Linked DNA regions of Gossypium hirsutum: region 1 is linked to region 2. The links are chromatin contacts, called in public Hi-C maps. All regions are on one chromosome and are shown on one strand. Each heading gives the region's core, a stretch centred on a gene start, on an enhancer-like site or on the middle of the called end of the contact. The rest is flanking DNA. Distances are from core to core; before and after follow the strand shown. Region 1 holds the start of LOC121207724 (phosphomannomutase/phosphoglucomutase). Region 2 holds the start of LOC121207720 (GATA transcription factor 8).

The links. Hi-C and Micro-C count contacts between places; a contact is called where the count stands out from the background.
Region 1: a contact with region 2 is called in a Hi-C map of leaf, with 5 times the contacts expected there. The contact joins the promoter of LOC121207724 here to the promoter of LOC121207720 in region 2. A contact is called at or near these places in 18 of 34 Hi-C or Micro-C datasets (anther, callus, fibers and 4 more).

Annotation. Positions count from the first base shown.
Region 1 is chrA10:111,517,123-111,522,777 of Gossypium_hirsutum_v2.1, forward strand. It overlaps LOC121207724 (phosphomannomutase/phosphoglucomutase), which reads left to right and starts at 4,115. Exons shown (of 17, transcript XM_041078093.1): 1 at 4,115-4,266; 2 at 5,470-5,536. The coding sequence starts at 4,260. It overlaps LOC121207722 (a long non-coding RNA gene), which reads right to left and starts at 1,026. Exons shown (of 2, transcript XR_005902841.1): 1 at 713-1,026; 2 at 308-596.
Region 2 is chrA10:111,377,872-111,383,717 of Gossypium_hirsutum_v2.1, forward strand. LOC121207720 (GATA transcription factor 8) reads left to right here and starts at 4,484. Exons shown (of 4, transcript XM_041078089.1): 1 at 4,484-4,639; 2 at 5,105-5,186; 3 at 5,606-5,846. The coding sequence starts at 5,650.

The DNA of each region.
Region 1 (5,655 bases), core at 2,865-5,364, 140 kb after region 2:
ACGTTACCCCTTTTACAAAGTGTGATATGTATGAAAATTGGTGTCTGTGTGAACTTAGTAAAGGTTAGGATACAATTGGTATGCAAATAGGGTCTTGTGCGCACTTATTATAGATGTTAGTGAGATCCAACATTTGTTGTAGATTCTCAGGTATTATGTGACACAGGTTTAACTCGGATGAATAACTTGATGTGTCATGATATAGGTTTAGTCTGAACGGATAACCTGATATATATATATATACTCAGCTTGGATGAGTAACTGGCGTGGTGTAATATACCTGTATATCCGAACTTGTTTACTAGACTTCAAGCAAAACATTATAAATAAATTTGAAAATGCGATGAAATGAACTTGATATTCAAATTAAAAAGTCAATGAAGAGATTGAATTGTAATGGCAACATACTTTTAGCAGCGGCCACTCTAGTTGCTGTCGAGGAATGCTTTCTCGACATTGCCTACTGCATTTATTCGGATGATTGCTGCAATGGTTATTGCAAAGCATTGGCTCCTTTCATTGGCGTCTGCTTGCCCTCGTTGTCTTTATCGTAGTTGGGATGTGGCAGACTCAGAAAGTAAATGCAGCTGATGTTACTAATGTTAGTAATAATTGATTGTTAGTTTTGTCGCTAATAATAGCTGTTCTAAACTTGCTGTGTTTTTATTTAAGTTTGGAATAGAAAGAAACCCAAATTCACAACTTCATATACCGTTTCTGGATTCGTATCTTGTCTGCTCGGGTACCGGTTTGAGCCGCCACCAGCTTTTTCAAGTCTCCGATGGTGTCGTCGTCGTTGCACTTCACGCACACCTTCTTCCCTAAACGATCGTTCAACACCATCTCGATCATCTTCCATGAATTTTGAGGGGATTTCTCATGAAATTTCAGAGAAAACCCTAATTCCTAAATTTGTTAATACTGTGAAAATTGAGAATTTAATTAAGAGAAGAGGATGGGTTTTTTCTGCTAGGATTTTTGAACTTTGAAGCCGACCTGCATTGCACCTTTCACTCGTCAACTAGGTTGACTTTTGTTTGTTGAAACGATTCCGTTTTAGTTGTGGTTTTCAATACTTCGATTTTTTTAATAAATTAGACAAAAACATTACAACGGAAATTGGAGAAATGATTTACAAACACAGGATCAAATTTTGTACTTTATGTCAATTAACTTGAAACTCGCATACGTATGCCACTAAGTCATTGGCGTAATTAGCTCAATATTTTAGTTTATTCATTTGTTCCTTCTTCTAGTTTATTTTTTTTGGTAAAAGCACCTTTCGATATTGAAAAAAATTGATATCTCTAAAAAAAATATATACTATTTGTAGGTACTTTAAACAATAAATTATACTATTTGTAGGCACTTTAGGTTTTTATTTAAAATAAAAAATATGCATCTTTGAACTTATATTTCATATGCTATTATTAATTAGTTTTAAATTATACATTTCATTATTTATTATATGTTATTTTTAAACATAAATTCGTATTCTAAATACATGATTTTCATACGCATATATGTGTGATAGAGTTTTTAGTAATTCATAATACTTTAAAAAGAATAGTATAATACATTAATTCAAAAAATAGTAATGGGCTCCAAATTTTTTTTAAAAAAATTTAAATCCAGTACTCTAATTTTTAAAGGAGGCTTAAAATCTATTTTATAGGTCGATGGTTAAATTGATTAAACTAATCTATTAGATTTAAATTAAATAAATATTAAAAATTTGAAAAGAAAATTGTTAAAAACTTATAAAATCTATTTCAATTAATTTAGCCTTTGGTTCAATTAATTTTTTAAATCTTGTTCAATTAATTAATATTGATTCTTGAATCAACTGAATTTTATTAGTTTTTAGGTTTTGCTCATTTGTCTTTTTCTTTTTAAAAAGGAAAAATATTTTTATATAAAAAAATTAATTATCTAAAGGATATTTTTGGTAGAGAAAAGACAGAAAAAAGAGGGGGACAAATTGTTTTTATGTTAGAATTAATTTGGATATTCCATGGAATAAGAGATATTTTATATATCATATAAAAGGAGTTACATAAAGAGATATTATTTAGCACCCTTCTAGGAGAATTTTTTTTTTCTTTCACAAGGTTATATATATAATTAAAATTTAAAAAATATTTTTTTATATTTCACAAATAATATACTCTGCCACATAAAATTATATAAATAAATAGTGATATCTTTTTGTAAGAAAATATTAATTTCTCTATTTATTTTTATTTTTTATTCATTCTTCTAATTTTTTTAAGAATGAATTTAATTAGTTTTAAAATGCTTTTCTATTTACAAGCATAATAAGTTTTAGGGATAATGTGAATTTTGGTTTTTGAATTTGATAATTATGTTCACTTTAGTACTCATATATTTTTTTGTTCTTAGTACTCATACATTTTTTTGTTCAATTTGATCCTTGAAACATTTGATCCCTAAATGTGGAATCTATGGAGATTTGATGATGTGACCAATACTATTGGAACAAGACTGGATTAGATGGACTGAGAACTGATTGATATAATGGTCCGAATACATGGGTTGAAAAGATTGACTCAAGAAATACTTGAAATTGGTAAAAATCAAAAATTGGGATAGAAATTGACAATTGAACAGGTTGGACTGGTTTAATAGTTTTTTTATTTTTATGAAAAATTAATTAATTATTTAATTTGTTGATCCGGTGGTCAAGTTGATCAAATTGGTTAATCAAGCATCGATAGTCTAACCCGTTCAACCACTGATTCGGTTATTAAAACATTGAATGTGACACTATGAGTTTGTACCACGTCATCACCTGAAAACTTTTATAAATTTTTTATTTTTCAAGTGATGATGTGACACAATCTTAAAGTGTCACATTATCGAACTTTTATATTATTCAAGTCCAAGAACCAAAATGAATCTAATTGTCAAGTTAAAGTGTGAAAATGGACCAAAAAAAGTATAATACCAAAATGAATTTAATTAACAAGTTCAAGTGCGAAAAATTATATTATCCCTAAATATATTCTAAACTTAAATATGTTCTAAATATTTTAAGCTTATTTTTAATCAATTATTTAATAAATTTAAAATAAATGAATTACTATTAAGCACAATAAAAAAACTGATTATGATCCATGAGATTTTATTGAAAATAAATTTATTTTTAATTAAAAACATATTATTTAATAATATAAGGATTCCATTAATCATTAAAAAATTACTTTTGGTATTAAAAAAATAATTCTTTAATTTACGTGTTGTTTGATAAATTAAAAAATAAAGTGTTAAAAAGAATAAATATTAAAAATTTAAGTGCTAAAAAAATAAATATTGAATTTAAGTTATAAAATTATTTAATATATTACTTCAAATTATTACGAAATCTAATTATATTTTTTAAAAAATTTAAATTTAAATTTAAATTATTAAAAATTCTACGTTTTAACTTTAATTTTTAAATATTTCTCTTTATTCTAAATAAAAAATTAAATTTTAAATGTAAATTTTTATAAGATAATATAATATTAAATTAAATTAATTAAAAATATTTTCTATTAAGTAATAAATATTTAATTATTATTTTTCACATTTTTTATAGAATTTCATAAGATTGTTTTTATTTTGGATTATTAAACATGTGTAAAAAGGTTAAATTATTTTCAATGGATTTAATTTTTTCAATGGTTTATCAAACAAGGCCTTAATTTCTTTATAAAAAAAATTAAAATCTTGGTAATTAACTTAGCGTTAATACATTATTTGGTACTTGAATTTGAATTTAATGTATAATATGATACTTGAGTTTTTTGTCCTAATGAGTACTAGAGTTTAGCTTCAATGTTCATTTTGGTACCCGAACTTTTTCAATTTGATACTTAAGCTTTTTTGTTCCAGTTAAATACCTTTATTCTTTTACTAAAGTACATGTGTCAAACATCTATTAGGTTATTTGGTCTGAGTACCGAATTGAATATTGAATCCAAACTTAGGTACTAAATTGAGATAAAAAAATTTTAAGTACTAAATTGAATATTAAAGACAATCTTAAGTACTATATAGTATATTAACTTATTGTATTCACCAGGGGTAAACTGTCCAATGCGTTTAAAAATATAAAATTCGGCAGGCATCTGGCAGCTTCTGAGATTACCCAGCTACTCTTTCTTTCCTCAGCACCCCCAATTTTTGTTTCACTTCCTCTTTTTCTCAGCCCATTGATTTTATTCTCTTTCTGATCAAACCTTCCACCTCTTCAAATGGCAGGTAAAAAGTTTTCAATTTTTCATTCATTTTCCCTCTTATTTTAACACAAAAGCTCTCTTCTTTTGGTTAATTACATATCTCTTGATTAATAATTTTTTATGGGAATTTGATGCTATCTTGTTATTTGAGTAAATATGGATGAACCCTTGTTAGTTTATGCCTTATATCTTACATTTGTTTAGTCATTGAATTAATCTTTACTATGTTTCTGAAATTTGGGTTTGATTAAAATATTCAACTTTTTTTTAAATTTGGATTTGTTGTTGATAATTATTAATGAATTATAATTGAGTTCCTGCTTCTGATTTGCTTAATAGTTAAATAAGTTCAATAGTGATGGCTGGTTTGTGATTCTTGCTTTTGCCTAAGTTCCCCTTTTTTTATACTTGCTTAGAGGCCGCCACATTTCTTCTTCTTGTCTTTTTTTTTTATTCTCCCATTTATTGGGGTGGGCTGTTAAAAGAATATGAACTTTTAAGTGAATAAAAAAAAATGAATAGAAAAAAGAATGGATACACTAACAGGAATGAAAATTTTGATTTTATTGAATAATAATAGTTAATGATGAGGTTAACTAAATACTAAAGCAAGTTAAAGGAACACAGTTGGTGAAAATTATGGGTTCTGATTGGAGTTGAAGATTGATAATGATGTAGATGACTCTGAGCTATTAATGAAGAGTTTACCCTTGTGTAAATCTGATAAAATTGCAAATTTCATGCAGCATTGTCAGGGAAGGTTGTTCAAAATGTTTTTATTGCACAGTTCTACCAACAGAATAGGCAGTTCGGGACCCAATATCAAAGGGACATTTGTGTCCCTTATATGCGCGCCTTGCCTCCTTTTCATGGAGGGAAGTTAGCATGGACTAGCAACTCCTCCATGCAAATGCGCAAACTACTGAAATATCAGAATGGTTTTGTTAACCGAAGAACTTTTTACTGCAACGGTCCGTTCAAGTCTCTCTATTTGGTTCATATCAAATACAACAATATGTGTGTTAAATGAAATAAAAGACTAAATTTCTTTTTGTTGTCACCATTCATCGGATTGGCATTGTATTTATCTTTTTGGTTATCAGGGTAGATTCCATTTGTAGGATGTTATAACAACTTTGAAATTTTCTCTTTGTATGGTCCATTGAAATTTAAAAGATATCTATCTTCTGAAGTGTTGTATTTTCCTTTGAAACTTTTACTGCAGCTGCTTCATCTGCTACTGCAATACCATCTCTGGACAAAGTCGATTTTCTGAAGCTTCAGAATGGCAGGTGAGAAGTCCATCCATTGCACCATGCATTTAAACTTATAACTTTCTTAATTTATATTTTAGCATGACTGTTCCTCAACAAGTAGTCCGCATATATTATATTCTTCTCTCCTTGGATTA
Region 2 (5,846 bases), core at 3,234-5,733:
TATTGTTAGTGGAATGTCTTAATTTCATGAATTTAGTAAGACTTATAAAAGTTAAAATCTTCATTGAAGGTGAATAACATAATTTTCGACAATTACAAATTATCCATGTTGACATCATTTCTAAGAGATTTATTATCTATCACATCATCTAATTAAGAAAATACAAAAAGAAGGGAACAAAAACATGTTTTCCCTTTAGACATAAGTAAATAATCAAGAGCTATATATAAACTTATTTCATTATTAATTTAATTTATTATGATTGTAGTTATTCGAATTATACTGATTTTGATTGTAATTTTTAGAAAAAAATAACAATTATTTATACTATTATAATTTATTTAATTAATTAAGTCCTAATTCAATTGTAAAATTATGAAAAATTCATTTTACAAGTAATGAATTTTGGGTATTTATGTCTTCTTTTTATATTTTGATACATCTATATAAATACATACAAATAACGAGAATTATGATATTTGAATCTAAAATATAATTTTCATTATCTCAGTTCATCCCTTTCAACCAAAATTTCATTTAATTTTTATATGATTTTTTTCAACCACATGTAACATAATTTAGTGTGTCTAATTTAAGATATAAAACCTTTCCTTTTCAATCAAATGAGATACCCATCAAACTATAGAATTATATTGTTTCATTGGCATATACATTTGAGGATGAAACCCATTGTTTGGTTGTGGCAACAAATCCAAAATTTTATAGTGCATAAAGCCTAACCCCTCCTACTAATTTAAATGGATTTTCAACCCTAATTTTGCTTTTTCCAAAGAAGGGGAGAAGTCTTTTACAAGAAAGTGATCCAAAGAGTGCAACCCAAGTTATATATTTTTAAAAAAATAATAAAAAATTTTTGAGTTATTTCTAAAAATATTATAGCAAAATTTTCTATGGAAATAAAAAAGGAGTGAGTATTTTAGAAGGAATTGATGCAAAGAGTAGAAATGAAGTTAATTAAAAGAGTGAAAGGAGATATGGAGTGAGTGAGGTTCATCATTTCTTCTACACCCTAATACCCCTCCAACCATGTTTTTGCACTCTCTTTTTATTAACCTTTTAATAATATCTAATTAAAAAATCAAAACTTTTTTCTTTTTTTTTTTACCCAAAAAAATCTTTTTAAAATATGTTTAATCCTAAATTTAGTATCCTTTATTTGATGGTAATGCCACTTTCCAATTTTGAACAACCTGTGGTTCCCATCCATAGAGTGGGGGAAACATGGGAGGAAATAATAAAAAAATTAATTTACATTAGGTGTCGTAGGGTAACATTGAAAAAAAAAAAAGAAGGAAATATTTCACATTTGCCAATATTACATGTAATTATACTTTGAAAAAAAAGGTTTAATTTTAAATTTAGCTCTTTGCATTTCATCTGTTGTCAATTTAGCCCTTAATCTTTTATAGAGAAAAAGTTGAAGTTGAAGTAAAATAAATGTAGTAAAAGAATAGAAAAATAAAAAATAAAAAAAAGGCAAAAAGTAAAATTATTTTGTAAGAATGCCCCGAATTCTATTAAAATTTTTCCTTCTTTCTTCCTCTACTAAAAGGAGAGACTATAATTAATAGTTAGTGGAAGGGGACCCAAAATCATTGTCCAAAAATCATAACTTTATAAATACATTAAATTATACAGTCAAGATTTTACAAGGTGCCTTGATGAATGTATTCAATTACAGACCTCTAATTAATTTCTCATCATTTATTTTTATTTTAAAAAAATAAATAAATATTTTTCATGTTTGTTTGATGAATTATAAAAATTAATTTTTTTAAGTTTATGATTTTCCCTTCTAATTATGTTATTTTTAAAATTCAAATTTAAATCAATATTTTGAAATTGTAATGTCATTCAATACTCAAATTATTTTAAAAGATGTAATTTGAAAATTAAAAAGAAATTAACTGAAAATTTTAATTAAAATTAACAATGAAATCTACTTTTATCAATTAAATCACAAATAAAGTAACAAAAAAATTGTGCTTATATTCTCAATTAACACTAATTCTAAATTCGATTATTGAAAGAAAAAGAAAACACAAACTAAAGAATTTGAGTTTTTCCATGTCATGAATGAAACCCTTTTTCCCCACTTTTTATTAAATTTATTTAAAATTTTATCGAAATTTAAACACCTTACAATGGGAGGCATTTATGATAATAATAAGTTGTTCCATCCCACTTCAAAATTTAGTGGTCAATATCGAATACCAAAAAAATGTGGGATATATCTGAAAACAACTCATTGATATATAAATTAAAAGTAAAAATGTGTCTCTATTATTATACTCAGAAATAAAAAATAAATAAATTCATGATTGGTCTAAATTTATGGAACCAAAGGTGCATCTCAACGTGTTTTGAAAAGCTAAAGAAAAATGGTGAGTTAGTACGATGATTAGGATATTTACTATTTTAATTGTGGTTTGGGTTTAAGTTACGTTAATTATGTTATTGTTAAGTTTTTATTCTTTTCTTATAATTCACTTAAAAAAAGTTAAAAAAATGATTAAGTCAACTCTTTATTATTTAATCCCCATGAAAATAAATTTGTTGCAATTAATAAAATTTAATAAAATGGAATTCTATGCAATCACTTCAATCAATTTTTATTTATTGTAGTAGATTTATCAGCACACACGCATTACAATTACGTTATTAACTAAAACTAATTACTTATTGGAAGACAATATTAAATTGTTCATAAAAAAATTAATTAGTATCAAATGAACAAATAACTTTAATGCAACATCATTTATTATTAATTATTATACTTTATACAAGTGAAGCTTCTATTTTGAGAATAATTAGATTTTTTTAAAAATTTACATGCAATACTACTTTCAAGAGCCACCAAGTAAAAGAACAAAAAATTAGAAATATGCAAGATTATATTTTTCAAAGAAAAGGATTTAAGTTCAATAATTTTAATTTGCGAATTGCTAACTATTAATTATATTAGAACAAATTTTCCTAAAATTCGAAAAATAAAACCCTTTTTTAACTTAAAAGTCTTGAGAGATTTTTAGATACTTTTAAGAGAAATTTGTAAAGTATCACTCACTTAAAGTCGAAAAACCCTTCAGTAAAATCGTTATTGTCCTCCAATTGGGAATTGTTTCTCAACTCTATTAAAATCTTATTCGGTTTTATAGAGTGATTTTATCAATGATGTAAGAGCCTAAAGATGCATCTTACTCATAAAGTGGAAGCATCTTGTTTGATGCCTGAACAAACTGAGCCATGCACAATTGTGCACGGTTGAACTCAAACCCATGCACTATAACTAGCTCAAACAACAATTAACGTCTTATAAGCTACATGGCATGAGTTCACAATGGTGGGCACAGTTTGCCTATTCAAACACTTAGTGAGATATTTTTTATTTACTAAACTCGCTACTTCTTCAAATTCTCGATAAAATTACTTTGCTAAGTTATTCAAGTTCTCAATAGAGTCAATAAACAAAACTTGCATAGGAAACAATAATAGATTTGTTGAAATTCGGCCAAATTCAAACGAACGACACTTCTCCAAAAGAAGTAGCAAATCCATAAAAAATAATTATTTTAGCAAAAATAAAAAGAATATAAAATATCCAATTAATTTACTTGGTTTTAAAAAAATCTTGGGTATATATAAAAACCGCGTTAGGTTAATTGACAAAAGAGAAAATAAAAGTTGTATTTTTATGGGAAATAGGTGGCAAATCTAATCCACACGGGAATTTTAAACTCCAAGTAAAACAAACCCCACGCGCAGTTTTCTATTTCCACGTCAACAGTCCCAATGATAATTTGCCACGCAAGCCAAATTCGGTGTACTTCCATTCAAGTCTTATTTACACGCGCTACTTGTTTCTTTTGACTTAGGGTAGTTAAAAAATTAAGGGGTAAATTAAGTTGGTCGTTTCTTCACATGTAATAATAATGGTAATTAATTCTGAAATTTACTTCAAAGTTTATTATAATTAAATTTAATAATCAAATATCGATCGAGTCTTAATTCGATTAGTATAAATATTATTATTAATATAAGAGGATGTAGATTCAAATATGTTGAAGCGTATTTTTTACTAATAATTTATTAAATACTATCCTATTATAAAATATATATAATTAACTATTTTTCTTAAATTCATGAAATATAAATATTTTAGGTAAACTTATGATTCTTAATTCACTCATGAAACTAAAACTCAAAACCTTTCTTATGATTGTACTAACAAAACGAACTCGTAATTAAATATGTAAATAGTGCTCTAATAAAGTTCACGTTTTTGCCTCCATTTTATTCAAACAAATTATTTTTTAAAATTTTGTAAAAAACCCCAAAATTTGATTTTTTTTTCTTGATATCTTTTAATTTTTAATTGAAAACCTTGGGTGGAAAAAAATTGAAAATCTAGAAAAAAAAAAAGGATGGGACCCAAAAGGAGTAATAAAAAGAGAGAGAAGCCTTGAAGATGAAGACATAAAGAAGAGTAAAAGACAGCTAGCAATGAAGGAAAGGATGCTGAGTGCTGACCTACCATAAATCCTCCCTTCCCTCTCCTTTTTATCCTTTGTTTCCCTTTCTCTCTCCCCTTCAATTTTCCTCTCTTTCTTCTTCAAAGGTATTATTTTCTCTCCTCATTGCCTTTGCTCACACTATTACTCATTTACATGACTGATTTTGGACCAATATGAAGTTGGGTTTTTGGAACTTGTTTCATTGGAGTTGAAAGTTTTGATCTTTTTGAACGTTGGGTTTCTCAATGAGTTCTTGTTTTGGTGGGAAATTGGGAATTTTTTGAATTCTTTTTAGCTCCCAGTTTAACATTTTCAGTGAGTTTTGTTGGTTTTTAAAATTGGGTTTGTTGTTACATTGGAAATTTTAGTGTCGGCAGGGAGTATGGTGTTCAATTATGGGTCCAAAAATCATTTCTTTTTCCATGAATGATACCCTGTTTGGTAGCTGAGAAAACAGAGGAATTGAAACTGAATTTTTGAGAAGTGGTTTTCATTAGCTCAAAAAGTTTATTTCAGCTAGCATTGTAGTCTTTTATGTGCTAACAATTTCACTTTTTTTTTGGTTGCAGGTTTCTCGAACAATTCTCTTCATTTTCCGGGAAAATTATCTCCTGTTTCCCCAGAAAAGTTTTGCTCACTTAGTAACGAAAGGTTTGCTTCATAATCCCTCCATTTTTTTGTTCACTTTTGAAAATAGAATTTTAAAAATCAATAATCCTCCCACCACCTTAAAAAAAAAAAATTTTAGCTAGCATTGGACCACCTTGCACTAACTTAGAAAATTTTAATTTTTACTTCACCTTCCATTTGAGCAAATAAAATAAAAAATTTTGGAACATAAAAACAAATTTGTATTAAAAAAAAATCTCAAATACTTCCAAATTTCAATTCAAAATTGCTCAAATTTGAAATTTCAATTTTCAAAATTGTATTTTTCAAAAAAATTCATATGCTAACATGCGCCACACGGCTCAATCATTTTAGCAGTGCCCGCTTTTCAATAAAGAGAGACATTCACATGCAAAATTAACATTATTAATAATAAATTTTACATTTTCTTTTCTTGACAGGTTTATAAATTTCTTAAGAGAGAAATTATTAACATAAAGAAACCATGATTGGACCAACCAACTTCATCGACGAGATAGATTGCGGCAGCTTCTTCGACCACATAGACGATCTCCTCGACTTCCCTAACGAGGATGTCGAAGCTGGTTTCTCCGCCGCTGATTCCGCCATCAACGCCGCCGCTTTTCCCAGCATTTGGACTGCTCACTCCGAGTCATTCCCGGGTTCTGACTCAGTTTTTTC